Regions from separate parts of the Mus musculus genome. Here region 1 is linked to region 2. Evidence: chromatin contacts called from public promoter capture Hi-C data. All regions are on one chromosome and are shown on one strand. The core of a region is the stretch at or near the end of the contact, and the rest is flanking DNA. Distances in the headings are between cores, read along the strand shown. Region 1 holds the start of Egfros (a long non-coding RNA gene). Region 2 has its middle 26 kb from the start of Sec61g.

What was found. Promoter capture Hi-C pulls out the DNA fragments that hold promoters and counts their contacts.
Region 1: a contact with region 2 is called in a promoter capture Hi-C map of liver, with 2.4 times the contacts expected there. The contact joins the promoter of Egfros here to the enhancer-like site in region 2. A contact is called at or near these places in 13 of 39 promoter capture datasets (the 3T3-L1 cell line, 3T3-L1-derived adipocytes, the C10 cell line and 8 more), 1 of 15 datasets of contacts at CTCF or cohesin (the NIH/3T3 cell line), 2 of 484 Hi-C or Micro-C datasets (bone marrow-derived macrophages and stem cell-derived neural progenitor cells), 7 of 115 datasets of contacts at active chromatin or transcription factors (the NIH/3T3 cell line, embryonic stem cells, fibro-adipogenic progenitors and 3 more) and 1 of 9 other capture datasets (embryonic stem cells).

What each region holds. Positions count from the first base shown.
Region 1 is chr11:16,827,165-16,832,828 of GRCm38.p6, forward strand. It overlaps Egfros (a long non-coding RNA gene), which reads right to left and starts at 3,586. Exons shown (of 3, transcript XR_003949851.1): 1 at 3,280-3,586. The region is part of intron 1 of Egfr (epidermal growth factor receptor); the gene reads left to right.
Region 2 is chr11:16,531,542-16,537,591 of GRCm38.p6, forward strand. No RefSeq gene overlaps it. Among named protein-coding and RNA genes, the nearest start is that of Sec61g, 26 kb to the left of the region's middle. Within about 2 kb of position 1,555, at least 30 of the 459 cell types and tissues checked have an H3K27ac peak or open chromatin away from gene starts, as enhancers often do. A contact at or near this core is called in embryonic stem cells, liver and neural progenitor cells, where this site is marked.

The sequences.
Region 1 (5,664 bases), core at 2,336-4,835, 300 kb after region 2:
CAAAGTAACTAAAACTATTGAAAAAGAAAACTGTCTGCTTCTCTTTACTCATTTGATGTTTGCGTGTGAGCACATACATATGTATGCATGCCTATGCATATGTGTGTGTGTGCATGTATGCATACACTCTTGCCATGGCATGTGTATGCAGGTCAGAGAACAACTTTCAGGTGTTGACTTTAACTTCCCACCTTGTTGAAACAGAGCCTCGACGGTTTCCACTGCGCACACTCCCAGCTAGCTGGCCCGTGGGCTTCTCTGGTTTTTATTCCTATCTCATCAATGGACAGATCTGATTACAGATGTGTGCTATCACATCTGGATTTTTTTATATGGGTTCCCAGAATGCTCTGGTGATGGAACTCAGATCTTGGGCTGCTTGGCAAATGCTTTTACCTGATGAACCATCTCCCTAGCACCAAAACAATTATTTCATCAAAGAGGCTGGATCCGATGAATGTACTAATCTGAAATATGCTCTTTGATTCAAAGCCATTCCCCCCCCCCAAAATCTGGAATACTGTTACATCCTACCATAGCATGATAGCTTATCATATGATATCTAAATATTAGAAAAATGCATTTTAACTTTTTAGATGCCTCTATATTCAGGTTGTTTTAAATTTGGTATTTACTAAGCTTGTTAAAAATCTCAAGGAAAACCTTAGCCTTTCATCATGAAATTGTATTCAACTCTTGACTCAAGTGTTGCTAAATTTGCTTTTATAACATTGTTTAATATAGCTATGTATGGAGAAGTATTCACTCGTACAGTAAACCAGGTTTAAAGCCCAGCTGGTAGCGTGTGATTGCTGAAACCCAAACATCATGGTTTACACAGTCCATGGTGTGAGGATTGCTACTTTTCTTCCCTGCCCATTGCTTCTTCTTCCTCCCCATCTTTTATTTCTGACTATATATATATATATATATCCATTGTAACCTACATGATAAGCAAAAGCAATCATTTCCTCAGTGAAGAAAAACTCCTATGACACTCACCTATTCGATGACATACACCTATTTTTATGTTTGATTTTCTATAGCACCTGTGCAGTAAAACCAATGAACAGCTTATTGTTTTGGTTCTATGGTTAATAGTTTTTTTGTGCACTGTTGGCTGTAAAGCAACATAAAAATGTGATGTGAAGTTAGCAAGGTTTGAGGAACAAGTAGAACATAAACCTCCCAGCGGTTCTGTGGCTGTCCCACAGTAGAGCCCCAGACCGTGCTGCATGGAGCCCTTGAGCGACTCCCTCGACTTCAGAGAATGTTTGACTTCCAAATTCACAAGGCCACAGATTTGCCAGCTGAGCAATATGTGTGTTTGCAATTGCAAGGCAGCTTTTAGCAGAAGCATCTCACGGCCTCACTCCACACTATCTGTCTCTCTTTGCCCTGTACTTTGTACAAACTGATAAAAAGACAAATCTGCTTGTAAAATAAATGGTTTGCAAACTAAGGAAAATGATGGGATTACATGGAACTGATTCTGCACTTTACATAAAAGTGTCAATATTCAAAAACCTGCTAGTGAACAGTCCATGCTACCAAAAAAAAAAAAAAAGTCACCATTTTCCCTGCTTCCCATTAGACTTCTTAGAAACATATAAACATATGTATTCTTGAGTGTTTATCCTCAAAAGTTGAAATGAGGGAAAAAGTTCTATTCCTTTGGAGTTGTTGGAATTTCCAAAATGGAGTCTTAGTTACACTGGGACTCATTCAAAGGACAAAAATCTTCAATCATGCTCTTGTCTTCACTTTTCCATAAGACACCTGAAAAGCTGTTAGTGTTAAAAAATATTTTTGTCATCTATAGGAATTCTGTTATGTGCAGACTTGGAAGACTGGGGGACAGGCAGGCAGGCTAGCAGCTGTGGTTGACTAAAGCTTCATGGAAGGCCATACTTACTCTTTCCCTGACCCAGAAACTAATGCAAATTCATACTGCGGGTTAGAACACTCCTCTAGTGTCTCGTGTGTCCATAGAAGGCTGGTGAGGATCTAGGACAAAGCAGAGAGTTGTCCTTTCCACAAGTGAGACCACTTCTTTTTTGTTTACTTTTGACAATCAAAGTAATGCTTACTTCATAGAAGCTCAAAAATTATGGAAAAATATGACAGTGTTAAAATTTATATAACCTTACATCCCACAACTCAAAATTAGTATAGGACCTCCTCATTTTTGCTTAGTAAATAGCATGAGAATAGTTGTCTAAGGAAAATGTCAACAAAATAAGAATCACACATTGGAAAAGTAACTCAGAGCTGAGTTCTTCAGAATTAAATTCTAGAAATTTTCTTATTTTTTTTCTCTTTAACTTCCTGTTACTGTTTGTGCATATTTTCTTGCAGAAACAGAAATCTAGCTAACTCTTTTGATAATATCCTGTATTTGGGTGTGTGGATAGCCCGTACTATGCCTGTCGTGTCTTCAATTCTCCCATATTTGGCACATTCCTTTGAAAGGCCTGAATGAGCACTCCCAATGTTGCATGTTTATGTAGTGAGGCCAGCTTCTGTGGGTAGCTGTGGGAAGTGAAGACTATTGTTAAGTGATATGAAGTGCTTTGTAGAATCTGATAATGTGTAGTTAAGAGGGACGAAGATCAAGTGCTTGAGATTTGTGAATAACAGTGGAAAGAACTGAGGGCTGTGTGCTATGACCAGAGGGATGGGGAGGAGGCTGCATCTTCACCCTCCTGTGGAACTCTTTCAGAGTTCATCTGGTGCTGGTATAAGAGATGGTGAGTGAGGAGAAATATGATGGTCCAACAAGCAACTTAAAGTCCAATGGCGTTGACCTCTACAGTGGACAACAATCATACCAAATGCATGCGGCTTTGTCATAGAAACACGGCGGCAAGGTCCTGAAGCTTGTGTTTTAATGATGAAAGCAGAAATGTAGATGGAAGGATATAACCGGGGGACCCATGCCAACACTCACAGATCTTTCATTCCCCTAGATGTGCAATTTTTTTTCTAACGAGAAACTTTGCATAGTCATGATAATAAAATAGAATAGCATGATAAACCTTGGCTGCAAAGAAAGCAATAGAAACAGCATTTAATAAGCTAGACATCACAGGTCCACAGGGTGGATAGGTTGCCTTATTTGGCCATAAATTCCCTCACCTTGGAACTTAGACAGCGCACATATTAATGGAACTTAGACAGGGCACATATTATTGCATAGAGAAGAGTTATTATGAGATCTGCAAAGCTGCTTACGTATCTTTCCACCCAACGTACTGATGTGACCCAAACAAAGCTTACCTGCATGTGCTCACACTCTCTCCGAAAGACTACGCAAAGGTTCTCGCTAGAAAAAAAAATGTATATCTAGGGGAATGAAAGATCTGTCAGTGTTGGCATGGGTTCCCAGGTAATTGGCTTTAAGCAAATTTTGCTGTTGGGATAGAGCCTCGCGATCCTGAAAATAAATAAATAAAAAACAAGGGCCTTTCTCTGAAGTGGCAATGCTAGCTGCCGGCTGGAAGCAAATCCTGTGTCAGGGACGGCACTGAAGCAAGACAGGGCAGGTTCTAAGGCAGTGATTCAGTGGCCTCCTGCTTTCCCATGTGACTCATTGTTAGTCAGAAAGTTACCTTTGCAGAGAGACTGGATAGCATGTCAGCTCTTAAAGTGATACTCGCTCTGTGCTTAGGTGTGAACCTGGGTTTCCCATGACAAATTTAAGACAGGTTACTGCTCTTAGATTGTGTTCCTTTTCTGGCAATGGAAGTCTGACCTGTGAAAGTCTACAGCAAACGAAAAGAAAAGCATCCTCCTTTCCAAAGAGCACTGACAGAGTTCTAGACCGCTTTGTAAAGAAAAGGGGAGCAAGCTCCTTCCTGGTGGGTGGGGCACATCAGCTATGCAGTGTCTGGGCCAAAAGACCTTTTCCATTGAGCATGATCACCCAGCTAATCAGATTTGAAAGTGCTTTCAGGCTTAGGATAAATGGGGAAAATATTCCAAAACATATGAGCATTCATCGCAGAAGTAAAACATTCTAAGATATTATTGTGGGGCAAGAAAGAATCTTACAATTCTTAAGAGAATTTCAAAGGGTTTCCAAAAAGACCTTTTAAGGTTTTTATTTTTGTTTAATTTGTGAAACTCATTATTTAAAGCTGCACATAATATACTCCCTAGTATAATATATTTCATGGTATAAAATTTTGGACATAATGTCCACGATATCTTCTAGTCTGTATGTTTCTATAAATGGGAATAGAGTCAGAAAGAAAGAGGGGGGTAGAAGGAGAGGGAGAGGGAGGGAGGGAGGGAAGGAGGGAGGGAGGGAGAGAGAGAGAGAGAGAGAGAGAGAGAGAGAGAGAGAGAGAGAGAGAGAGAAATAGAAGGAGGAGGAGGGGGAGGAGGAGGAGGAGGATCCTGGATTGGACATAGTCTTTCTATGAAACAGAGTAAACAACAAAACAGAAGTATTCTTTCGAATTGTTGTGTTCAAGGTTGTTCACTCTTCCGAGGGCCATCTCCTTCAGCGTTGGATAGCCCGAGCACAGAAGAAGGAGCAGGAACAGGTTAAAATCAGCCTAAATACTTTGACTTACATCAACCTCAGTGATTTGCAAGCCCCCCCACTTTTTTTTACATCTTAAATGTCTTACAAATATTCACTCATCTATCATTGTCTTAGCATGTATCCCAAACCAAGACTGTACAAGACCGCCGCTGAGAGGACAAATTCAAAGTAAAGCGGCCGTCTCATTCTGTAACCTCCGTGTTTTCCTGCCCTTTCCTCTTCCCATCTGGAAGTAGAATTGCAAATACTGCTTTGTATGCTTTATTTCTAACTGGTTTCAGCCTGCTCTCCTTTCTTCTGCCTCTCACTGGCTGTCATCCACTAGACTGCACATGACCAGCTGGCCCTTGGCAGATCTTGGGCCCAGGTGTGAAGTAGCTGGAGAAGCATTCTGAAGCCAGGATGGGAGTGATTTCATTTTCCATTGATGCTATGCAGAGATGAAGGGGATTCAAGTGCCTCCTGAAAAGCTTCCTCCAGTGAGTGGAGTTTTGGGGGGTTTCCAGACCTGCAACTGCTTTTATTCTTGGAAGCATCGTTGTTGCCTTTTCCCTCTTCCATTTATATCCCAGGAACTGATTCGGAAACCATAGAAATTGGATTTGGAGTTGCTGAATGCTAGCAGACAGCTGACTGCACTCTTCCCAAGAAATCCTGCCAGCTGGGGAGGCGGGGGGAGGTATGCAGTGCGCCCGCTCTCTCTTGGCTGCTGGGGCTGGGTCCTCTCACTCCAATCCAGTCACATCTCACAGCACTAGAACTAAAGTGTTTTGCTTCATTCTTTAGACATTTTGTGGTTTGGGGCTCAATCAACCAGGATATGATTTCCAATCCACCATAATCAGTTTTGGAGCAGCTGCCCAAGTAGGCAGTTTTCATCTGGCTTCCTAGACATTTTTTTTTTTTTGTAACTTCACACCTTTTGTTTATTAGCCTTGAAGTCCAGTTTCCAGAGCAGGATCCATCATGCTCTCTGCCTACTTGCAATGCTGAATATGTTAGTAAGTTTTAAATCACTCAAAATATGGCTTCAATATATTGTGACCACTTAGACTGGATATAATCCTATAGAAATGACTTCTTGATGGGAAATGTGAACTGCTCTTATCTGG
Region 2 (6,050 bases), core at 305-2,804:
TCAGTCAAGAGATGAATGGATTAGGAAAATATGGTACATATATAAAATGGAATAATGCTAAGTTCCAAAGAAAATAGAAATCATAAAATTTACAGGAAATTGGTATAGAATGTATAAGAAAATTCAGCCAAATTCAAAATGAAAAATAAAATAGCAAGTTCTCCTTTGCATGTGAATCCTAGCCTATAATGAATCCATGTATCTATAAACAAATGCATACTTGGGTATGATATAACATTTAGAAAAGAAAAAAGAAAGAATAACATAAGAAAAGAGGATAAAATGAATACTAATGAGCTCACATATATTATTGTTTTCTCAAGGCCTAACACATCTTCAATGCAAATAAGTCCTTATTTGGGCAGTGTTCACATGTCATTCCATGAGGGGTTATTACCTTACAAGAGGTCCAAATTTTAAATTATATTTTTTATTGTTTGAATGTTCCTGTAGGCTGTAATTTTTGTAATTGCTACTAAACATAGTCATTTTTTAAACAAAAATTTTAACTATTCAAATAACAGAGTTTGTTAATGGTAGTTAAAAGTATATTTTAAATAATCCTAGTTTGAAGTTTCTGAAACTTCTTCAGAATACTGATTGATCATCTTTGGATCTCACAGAGAGGTATGCCAGGGATCTCAAAATACTGAAAAACTTGATTTCTTCACTGTGTGTTATGCATCATTGTAACTGAATAAACATGCTTTAGAAAAAGAGTTATAATTACCATAAAAATTCTCAGACTCTCATATTATTCACATCTTCATTATAATTACTTTGTGTGAAGAGCAAAACGGCATAACATACAGTCAAAAATCATGTGATGGCCAATTGTAGGATACATACAACCTTGATGTCTGGTCTCCACACACCCATGTACACACACACACACACACACACACACACAACTGCTCACACACATGTACACACAATCAAACAAGTACACAGTCAAAAATAGAAAACTTAAAAGACAAAGTTCTTTACGAACATCTTTACTGGAGCTCATGACTTGAATCATATTTTTTTGCTAGTGCAATATGTGTGTTTCAAGTCTCTAAGGAATTGAAAAATTATACATAATAGAAAAATTACACAAATTACTTCACTATTTCCTAAGTAGAGTATTCTAATTGCAATGATTTTAAAGTAATTTTAAAGTAATAATTATTTTAAGAACAAGTTTTATAGTGTTGACTACTCTTTCCTTAAAATTCTCTTCAGCTTTATCTAGTACTTGTTTTCCTGTATTTACTTTCTGTTTTATCTGGGTTTCTGCAATGATTTCTCTTTCTTGCTTTTGTTCTCTACTTATTTTCTTTTGATAATTATTACCTCATAAATAGTAATACATTCAAAGTCTTGTTTCTCTCTGGCTTTACAGTGTTTCAACCGCTTATCTGCTGGACTGGAGAAGTGGCTCAGCAGTTTAGAGCACAGCACTTACTCTCGCTGAGCACCTGCGTTTCTTTCTAGCACCCACAGAGGAGTGGGTTAGGCTTACTACAAGCTGCAAGGGGAGCTGTAAGCTCTTGGGAATTCAGCTTCAGAGTATCTGATTCTGAAGCCCTCTTCTGGCCGCTATGCACTTTACACTCAAGTGTTCAGACCTACCCTCAAACATACACATAAACACACAATTAAAAAATGATAAACCTTATCTTTTCGCATAACTTCAGATTTTGCTTGAATACAATATTTAAATCAGAGTTTGCTGGGTGGGTTTCTGCTTTTCTTTTGTTGGTTAGTTGATTGGTCTGGTGTTTTCATTTTAGGGTTTTAGGCTTCTGGATATTTTGTTTTTGTTTTTGTTTTGTTTTAAGATACAGTCTTACAGTGGCTTGAAAATCAGTATGTGGTTCAGGTTGACTTCAAATTCATGATCTTCTTAGCTCTATACCTAGAGATATGATGACATGAGGAATATACCACTGGAATTAGATTAAGTAAAAAAAAAATAGTCTAATAACCTTTGGGGCCACATCTGACAATGGACACATTTTTTTTTCTTAATTTCCTTACAAGCTTTCTAGATTTATAAGTATCTATCTGTTCTCCCTCTACCATCAAACTCCTCACTTCTTTTGATTATGATGTTTAGATGTACACTGCCTACTTTAGCAATCTAAAGGCATGAGACTTTGTGTTATTCTACCCTCTCACCCAATACACTCTCATATTCTAGCAGCATGCATATCCTTACAGCCTTCCAGCTTTTCCTTCTACATCTTCATTCCAATCAACTCCTGAACCTAAAGGTCAGGGAACATTGCAGATTTGCTTTGAAATTGTGTCTCCTCCTAACATCAGAAGCTGTACCTATAAAGTCTCAGCAACATGACTATATATGCATGAACTGAACATGGACAGGAATAATAGACATGCTCAAGTGAATGGGATTCGGACAAGGGAAGACATGAAGCCTCAACCATGTATAAAGAACCAAGCAACTAAGGAATGCTGACAGTGGGAGAAGTAGTCTCCCCAGGGTCGAACACACTAGTTGGCTATCCAATGCCAAATGGTAAGCTGCAAAAACATACACACATACAAGAAACATTACACAGACTAAGCAGATTGCATTTATGTAATTAGGATATGAATACATATTCATATACACACATCAGTATGTAACAACAAATAATAAAAAATAAGGTCACAAATCTAAAAGAGAACAAGGAGTGTTATATGGGAGGATTTGGAGAGTAGAAAGGGAAGGGGTGATGTGATTGTTCACAAAAACAAAATTAAATAATTAAAAATTTCTATTGTAGTAACTTATACATAGTATATTGTCATTAATCATATCTATTTTCAGATAAGAGCAACAGCTATTACATCTGGAAGCTAAAATACCAATAACAACTTGAAATATCAACTTAAGGAATCAAGAGGAATACAATGAAATAAATATACGGTATTTATTAATGAACAAAACTGATACACTGACAGATGTTAGAAACCTGGCTCTTTCTCTGGAATGGGGAAAAACTGTGGGCAGCAAATGTTTACCTAGACCCTATGGGCCATATACAAAATGTCCTCTCAGCTCTTGAAAAAGATTTTGCTGCATAAAGCAAGAAAAGGGGAAAACTTCTGTAGGGCTTGATAGTCTTTAAATAAGTTCAACTTGAGTCACTCCCCTCACCCACTGTGAATGTCTTCAAGGCTTGAAAGCATTGCCAGCCACTATTTCCTCTGATGGAAATGTAGAGAGTTAGGGAAAGAAACACATAAATAAAGCTTCCCACCAGACTCATGAGGGTGTGGCTGGGCAAGGAGCAGGAACTGCCATCTACCCCCATTGAAAAGGACAACAAAAAGAGAGATTTTAAGTTGTTTGGTGATGCTAGAGGTCATTTAGTTCAATATTTCTTTCACCAAAGAGGAAGCTCAGCTCCAGACACAGTTAGACAATCACAGAGCTACTGAAAGGCAGTGTCAGGCCCAGAGCCCAGAGCTGGAGTCCCAGTCCAAACCACTTTTTTTCTGCATCACAGCTGCCTCTCCACAGCCCTGAGGTTTTACAGTTTCACTTATTCAAATGCAAATATTTTGTGTGCTTTATATTTCTTTACTAACTGGAGTTTGCTCTACAGAATAAATGAGTGTGGGTTGGCCATGTCAACGTGATCAACCCCCTTTAAAACACTGGATTGCCTTGGTCTCGATTTTTGACGTGGAACTCGCTTTTTTTACCCATCAAGCCTTCTTTGCTTGCACTTAGTGGATGTTACACATAGTAAGGATGAGATCACTGAAATCAATGGCCCAGAGGAAAGTCTTCCCTATTCCCATTCCCACTCCTACTTTGGGAAATAGTCCAGCAAACTGGTTGCTATGAAACCTGTGCAGCTGGGCTCAGAGGGAGTCTGGGTGGTCTCACAACAGCTTTTGAAACTTGGAGAAAACTAGGGAAGTTGTATGTTTATCCATTATCACACCAATGGGAATAAACATGATTAACATATATCTTCAGATAGTCGTGATTTTTAGAGAAATAGGCACAGCTAAGGGAGCACTTCACTGTAAGGTAATAGATTCTGTGATGAGGATTAGATGAATTCAAGATATCACCACAACAGAGTGGTATCTTAACCCTGCCTTCTAAGGCTAGTGAGTATATCTGCAGAAGATGACCTTAAGCAGAAATAAGAGAGAAAAAAGGGGGGTGAATAACTGACAAAGTAGAAGAGAAAATGTTTCTAGTAGATCCCAGTTTATTCTAGAAGCTCAGAAGCATCAGGGAACCCATGCAACAGATGAGCAGAAATCAGAGGTGTCTCTGGAGCCCAGTACAGAGGAACAGGACCAGTGGAGGAACAGGTATTGACAGGATGGGTTGGGAGGAGCTTAAAGGCCTAACATTCTACATACTAAACCTTTTCATCTGCTTCAGACTGTACATGTGACAGTTGCACCTTTAGGAATACAGTGTGTCTCCTGTACCCATGAGCCTGGCCGTCTGAACTTTGGTGCACTGTGTTACTGAGATAATGAGAGAGTTGTGCAAAGCAAGGCATATAATGGGTAATGTAATGCGTCTGGCATTCAGGAACAAGTGCTTGCATGGGGGAGCAAGAGTGGTCTTCTGGTTAAATCAAGGCCTGTATCTTTGAGTAAGAACAAATGGCGTGAGAGATAAGATTAGCTTTAGCTAACAGGAAAAGAAAGATATCCAATTCTGTGGGACATTAAAGGGACATTTCTTTGCCTCACATGTGAAGACACCCTGAAGGAAGAAGCTAGGCCTGCCATGGCCATCTTGTCTGAGAGGGAATTCCACCTCTTCTGCTTCTGGAGTACATCACTGCCCAGTGTTGCTACTATGCTACAGCCGGTACCCCTGTCCTGCCAAGAAGTCAGACAAGGTCACGGCAGGCTTTCTTACATGGGCTAAGGCTTCTTCCAGTTTCTCTTCAAGTCAGTCAAGCTATAGGATCTGGCAAGCACCAGGTTTCTGCAGGGTACTGGCTGGGATTTTCCACTGTACTCCAGCTGATGCAAATTTCCACTACCATTATGCCCATCATTTGCTTGCTATTATTTTTAGTACTACTGTAGTTTTATTTTTTGAAAAAAAAATCTATATTTTAATTTTTGTAATTTTCATGTAAGTTCAAAGTTAACAGAAAACTGCAACAATCCTTCAAAGAGTTTCTATTCCCCCTCTCATCAAATCTCATTGTTCTAAACAGCCATCGTAAAAATATCAAAAATTGTCAACAAGAAGAATCTCTATTAATAATATACTGGGAATACCAGGAAGCATTGATATCCCTTACTGTAAACTACCTTGTCCTATTTTTGTTTTTCTATTTCTCTTGGCTCAGTATCTGTCTTGGACTTAAGGTGGCCTTTAGTTCTCTAATTTCCCTCATTCTTCATGTGGCTACCTTTTAAGTGCACTTTATCAGAGAACATATAATATCTACGTCTCTCAGTGGTAGCCATTTCATCTCTGTCTAAGGTAGGATCCTCTAGTTTTATTTGAGTTTTATTTGCATAAGGCTTACAAGTTTCCCTTTCTGATTAAGTGCTTTACAGGGAAGGAGGTTCATTTGAGTCTCTTCCTTCTTATCTTACTTACCCCTGATGGTTTCAGTGCCTGTCACTTCAGCTGTAATGATACTATGGTGTCTGTCAACTCTCAGTTTGGTTTTAATGTCCCTAAAGCCAGATTTGAAAACACCAAAGTCACCTTTTTTCAAACCACTATTACATGTTAGTTCTCAGATTTTAAAGATCAAATGTACCAACTTCTGCTCCATGGCTGTCACTATGAAAAGCAGCCTTGGGGAAGACATCTTCCCTGTGTGTTGGCTGTGTGCAAATACTTGATTTGCTGTTTTGTCTCTTCTTTCTATCTTGGATCCAGATTCAAACCATTATTTACTTCATTATATATGAAATAATTCTGAATCAGAGATTCTAGGCATGCATCATCTTTGGTTCAGTGGCCCATTTTTCTGTCCTTTTTGGTTTGCTAACTTGACAACTTCCTTAAATTTTAAGTGTAGAGAGTCCTCTGAATTTGGAACTAGTTAAGT